Linked DNA regions of Mus musculus: region 1 is linked to region 2. Evidence: chromatin contacts called from public HiChIP or PLAC-seq data. All regions are on one chromosome and are shown on one strand. Each heading gives the region's core, a stretch centred on a gene start, on an enhancer-like site or on the middle of the called end of the contact. The rest is flanking DNA. Distances are from core to core; before and after follow the strand shown. Region 1 has its middle 25 kb from the start of Gm32028. Region 2 has its middle 40 kb from the start of Gm4470.

The links. HiChIP or PLAC-seq counts read pairs in DNA pulled down with a chosen protein or histone mark.
Region 1: a CTCF HiChIP or PLAC-seq map of the NIH/3T3 cell line shows a contact between it and region 2, with 11 read pairs. The contact joins two enhancer-like sites. A contact is called at or near these places in 1 of 15 datasets of contacts at CTCF or cohesin (the NIH/3T3 cell line) and 3 of 484 Hi-C or Micro-C datasets (the 3T3-L1 cell line, the N1E-115 cell line and embryonic stem cells).

The regions. Positions count from the first base shown.
Region 1 is chr19:56,201,209-56,203,937 of GRCm38.p6, forward strand. No RefSeq gene overlaps it. Among named protein-coding and RNA genes, the nearest start is that of Gm32028, 25 kb to the left of the region's middle. Within about 2 kb of position 1,448, at least 28 of the 459 cell types and tissues checked have an H3K27ac peak or open chromatin away from gene starts, as enhancers often do. A contact at or near this core is called in the NIH/3T3 cell line, where this site is marked.
Region 2 is chr19:56,036,424-56,039,123 of GRCm38.p6, forward strand. No RefSeq gene overlaps it. Among named protein-coding and RNA genes, the nearest start is that of Gm4470, 40 kb to the right of the region's middle. Within about 2 kb of position 1,413, at least 19 of the 459 cell types and tissues checked have an H3K27ac peak or open chromatin away from gene starts, as enhancers often do. A contact at or near this core is called in the NIH/3T3 cell line, where this site is marked.

The DNA of each region.
Region 1 (2,729 bases), core at 198-2,697, 160 kb after region 2:
CTGGTGTTGGGAGGCTGCATAGCTGTACCTGAAACAGCTCTCATCTAGCCTATGATAAATTCACATAACCTATTTGCTCTTTAATTGCTTCCAATAACACACACAACATCTCAGAAAACAGACGCAGAGGCTCAGCTAGAAGGTGATGGAGGCTTCTAGAGTCCCAGTCATCACCCTACAAGACCCTTCGCAACAAAGTTTCATGAACTTGGCCTCCAGCGGCACATCCGAGATGCAGATTCCATGATGGAAGAGCTTTACTCTGTTTCCCTGGAGACTCTGGCTCAAAAGTTGCCAAATGAATGTTGATTTACAAGCGAGTAAGTGAGTAAGCTGTCCAGGATACACACCAAGAAGGGTTGCCTTGACAAAACTGCCTGTTAGGCTGTTAGATCCTGGTGTTGGAGGTTGGAAGAGCAGGGCTTCTGGCCTTGATGCCAGACAGTTGATGGAGCCCTCAGTGCCCAGACTGAGGCTCAAAGGCTGTGCTTCCTAATGCACCCCAGAGTTCCTTAGCTTTGTACAACAGCTGGCCAAAAGGCAGTTTCTTTAAAAAACTAAGTCAATCCAATGTAGGGTCCACATGGCCACTGAGTTGATGTTGTTGAGAGAGCTGGACTGTGGATATCCAGCCCTTCAAGCAGATGTTCTGGTTGGACCTCTTAATACTTCTTAATGCAGGGAAGACAGGTCAGGCCAAGGCAGCCCTGTGCCCTGCAGGCTGGCCCCCTGAGCACTGAGAAGATTCAGAAATGCTGCCATCTTGTGGCACCTCCAGGCCAGAGCAAGGTGGTCCCCAGCTCCATCCTTTAGCAAATCAAGCCCAGGTCTCTCTCTCTCTCTCTCTCTCTCTCTCTCTCTCTCTCTCTCTCTCTCTCTCTCTCTCTCTCTGTTCCTCTCCCATCTTTCCCCAGCTGGACATCAGCAGAGGAAAATTTGTGTGAACACAGTTTTGAATCTTTTACATTTATTTCCTGAAAAGAACACAAGAAAACCCTCTTTTAATTCTTAGGACTCTTCTGACAGCATGCTCTGTCAAAGTCTGCCAAGGAGAGGCTCTCACATCTAGGGCAACATCTTGGACCCAGCTCAGGAAAAAAGCAACAGAACCCAAACATGCCTACAGATCAGCCTGTCCTGATGAGGACTTGAGGCTCTAAGAATTCCAGATTGGACATGAGAATTCCTCTCAGCCTCTGAAAGCTTTGATCACAAACTGGATAATACCACACTAAAATATTGATCTGAAATGATTGTACCTGTTGGTTAGGGAGTCCAGATTGTGGTCCCTTGGGTTTCTAGATGGAGCTGGCACTTGATATGCCCAAGGAGACTGCATTGTGACAACATAACATTCGGATGCTTGTTCATCCTCAGCCTCTGGGTGTCTGCAGCATTCTAAATAAACAAAGTCCAGACAGGCGATCTGTCAGTGTGACTCAGGGCTGCAGGGTTGCACACTCGCAATCACAGAGCCATGAATGAGCAGGTCTGCCCACCCACTCCTGCTCTGCCCGCCCATGGAGGCTGCCTTGGGTAAAACCATCAAGGTGTGGAAATTGAACTTGGTACACACAGTCTCAACCCCCACCCCCACTCCCCAGCTCTCCTAGAAGTTATAGATCCACAGGGACCAGGTCTCTAAAGGAAGGGGTTGGGAAACAGGATGATAAATTATGACAGAAACAGAAAACTGGAAAGCCGGACGTGATTGTGTCATCTGTAATCCCAGCATGAATGCTGCTGAAGCAAGAGGACTGGCGCCAGTCCGAGGCCAGCCTGGGCTACAGACTGAGACTGCTTCCAAAAGAGAATGGGAAATGCTGTGAATATTACTGGAGGGAAAGAATAGGAAGGAGGGAGAAAAAGAAAAGGAAAAAGAAACCCAGATTGGACCCTGTGAGGGCCTTCTGCGCACTGAACTGAAAATATGAGCATTTGAGCTTAGGGGCAAGGGACAATTCATCCAAACGCTTGCTAGTCTACCCAGCGAAATAATCAGATTGAACCTGACAACCACAGTTATGTAACACAAAAGAGAGCCTGGGACTAAGAAAAATGGGGTATCAAACTGCTTACTTAGTTTCCCCCGGGGGTCAACAGCAGGGTCCAAGAACTCTACTTCTTTAGGCATGAAGCAGATGCTAGATACAAAAATTAGAGACCTCTCCTGAAACATTGCCCCAGGCCTGCTGGGCCCATAGCTCAAAAAGGGAGAAACTCAAAAGGGTGCCCGGTCCCGAGTGTCAGAGCGGGGTCCACAGCGCACATGTAGCTGGTCCGGGGCTTCCTGTGGTTAGCTCTGGAGTTTATATAGGCTGTCTGTTTCTCCCATCCCCATATCCCCAGGAAGAACACTACATCTTCCAGGAAAGCCGGCTGTGGGTTACGGAACATCCTTCCGGAAGATAGAATGAAGCAGCTAGTACTAGAGGACAGGAGTAAAGAGAATGAACACCCTCCTCCAGACACAGCTCCTCCCACTCCGGTTGTGGTTAGATTGACCAATGACTTTGCGCAGAAATGACCCATGTGCCTTTCACATCTGAAGCTAGACATCCGAAATTCTTTCCTCGGCTGTTTGAAATTCGGACTATTTGATATGATGGTAGCTCCATCAGTCTACTTGGCTCCATGATTCCCGCTACCAATATGGGATGGACTTGGAGTATGTCCACAAATAAAAACCGAGAAAAAGCGTTATGTTTCTTAGGGTGTGTTCCCGCACT
Region 2 (2,700 bases), core at 163-2,662:
GGGTCATATCATGGCTGCTAGCACGTGTATAATTTATAATTCTGTGAGCTTCCTGGCAGCTAAAGAAAAAAAAAATGGGGGTGTTGGAAAATTATCTGTCATTGTCTGTAGCCAATAGGTTGTGGAAAGACATGGACTTCTTTTGATCCAAGTACTTGGGGAAGTGTATCCACTTATCAATACAGACTATATTAAAGAGTATCAGGAAAATCGTATCCCCTTCTGACAAAATGACCAAGTAGCTCACTTAAGTATTTTAAACTGTAGGTATTCTTAATCCTCATTCCCAGAATCTTCCCAAATAATCCCCAAACAACGTGACCAGAAAGATACCACAATTCCCAGACAGAAAATGCTCCTAGGGAAGGTTTTTCTGACCATTCGAATAGAGATCTGACCTCCCTCCTTCCTTCCCCCTCTCCCCTTCCCTCCCTTCTTCCTTCCCTTCCTCTTTCCTATATCTCTTGGGCATCCTTGAGTTTGAACTATGATTCTTCATTGGCACATTCTCTTTTCCCCCTCTTCCTTTCCTCTGTCTTCAGTTTACACAGGTGGGTCTCTCAGTCCTGCATTCGTAGTACCTTCTCTGGCATTTCAGATAACCAAGAGGAAGGGCAAGCGTGGGAATGGCTGGAAGGGGGAGGAAAAAAGAGAATAGGGAAGGAAGGGGAGAGAGGGAGGAAGGAAGAGTGGAAAGGAGAGAAGGAGGGAGGGAGGAAGGGAGAGAGGGAGGGAGGGAGGCACCTGTCTCCAAGGAATAGAAGTGGCTTTTCCCAGAGCAGTCCCAAGACTAAGCTTTAAGATGGTTTCCTAAGTCAAGTACAGGCAGAGTGGGGTGAAGGCCTGGTGGGAAAGCTGTCTGTGGGTGTGCATGGAGCTGACGGGAAGAATAAACCAAGGATCCCTTCATATTAAAAAGGACTTTAAGAACTTAACATATTCAAAAAGAAAAATCAATGACCTATGGAAGTTTCCATCAATCGATCATGGTGAAGAGATGAGAAGCCCATATTTTCATCCACAGCATCCTTCTCTCGGCCCACCAAGAGTCCTAGTGGCCCATGGGGCTATTCTTAGGGCTGAGAAAGGCTTTCAGAGGGCTCTGGGGTGCGGGCGGATAGGAGTGATGAGCAAGCAAGCCAAGCTTTTGGGTAATGAGAGCCATTTCAGCTCTGTCTTAGCCCTGGGCACTTTTTAATTTGGATCTACCCACCTCAGTTCATGTCAAAAGCGCTAAAGGAGCCCACATTATAGCAAACTTTATCTCTTGCTGTAAAAAGCTTCAAAGGATTTTATGATTCTGCTTTTGAAACTAGATGGCTGCAAATAACTCATTTATTTTGTGATTAGTCATGGTGTCTCGGGTTGTATATCTGATTGTGCATGACAAAGCAGGGGCATGACCCACGCATTACTTTGGATGGCTGTAAACTGATGATGCACATTCCATTGAATGAGCAATGACATTTGTAGGTATTAATGGAATTTGCTTAATTTTTAGCTTCCCCTTGGCTGTGTGTGTGTGTATGTGTGTGTTATATGTGTAGGTCCATGTGTATGTGTGTGTGTGTATGTATGTATGTATGTGTGTGTTATATGTGTAGGTCCATGTGTATGTGTGTGTGTGTGTGTGTGTGTGTGTGTGTGTGTGTGTGTTATATGTATAGGCCCATGTGTATGTGTGTGGAGTAGTTCCTTAGGAGCTTGTATGTGTGTGTTATATGTATAGGCCCATGTGTATGTGTGTGGAGTAGTTCCTTAGGAGCTTGTATGTGTGTGTTATATGTATAGGCCCATGTGTATGTGTGTGTGTGTGTGTTATATGTATAGGCCCATGTGTATGTGTGTGGAGTAGCTCCTTAGGGGCCTCCCACTTCAGTCTGGGAGGTGGGATCTCTCACTGAGACCTGGGACTTAGCAGTTAGGTGAGGCTGACTCGCCAGGAACCTTCTGGGATCCGCCTGCAGGGCTGGAGGTTGAACTCCAGTCCTTAGGCTTATACAGCAAGTGCTTTAATGGCTGAGCCATCTCTCCAACCCTTATACTTTGCTTTTTGTATTTCAGGGTCAGCAATAGTTCAGCTCTCAAGCATCTTGGAAAGCCCTTGGGAAGAGTGAATGCCAAGCATAGACCCTCCAGTGCTTTGTGGGTACATTGGCTTCAGAGACAAAAGGCAGGCACAAATCTCTCCTCAGCTGCCAGGGGCTGGTGTTGAAAAGACACAGTCATTTTGCCTCTGAGTTTTCGGCTCACACAAGTCTTCCTGTTAGCAGAAAGCCTCATCGAGAGAACTGGCGAGTTTTCTCCACCAACCAACTTCCTTAGGAAAGACCTCTTGTGTGGAGACATCAGATGTGACACACAGTATGCTGGTGTATGTATCCTGGCTGTGCTCTGAGTGACTGAGGAATGTGCAGCAGCTACTGGAATGCTCAGGGACTTACTTTCCTCATCTGTGAAATGGGCTGATGTCAGTCCCTCTTCGTTCCTGCAGTTGTTTGGAAAGCTTGGGAGATAGTCTTTCAGAAAGTTCTTTCTTGGTGACCACCAGACTTCATAATCACAAGACAGCATATGAGGGTTGTTCCTCATCCCGGCTGTAATTTTAATGTATCCCAAAGGGTCTTGAAGGTGTTCTGAAGGCTAAGCCCCACCTGTCACAGAAAGCCAGGATGGGATTGCTGGGCTGAGACAGTGACT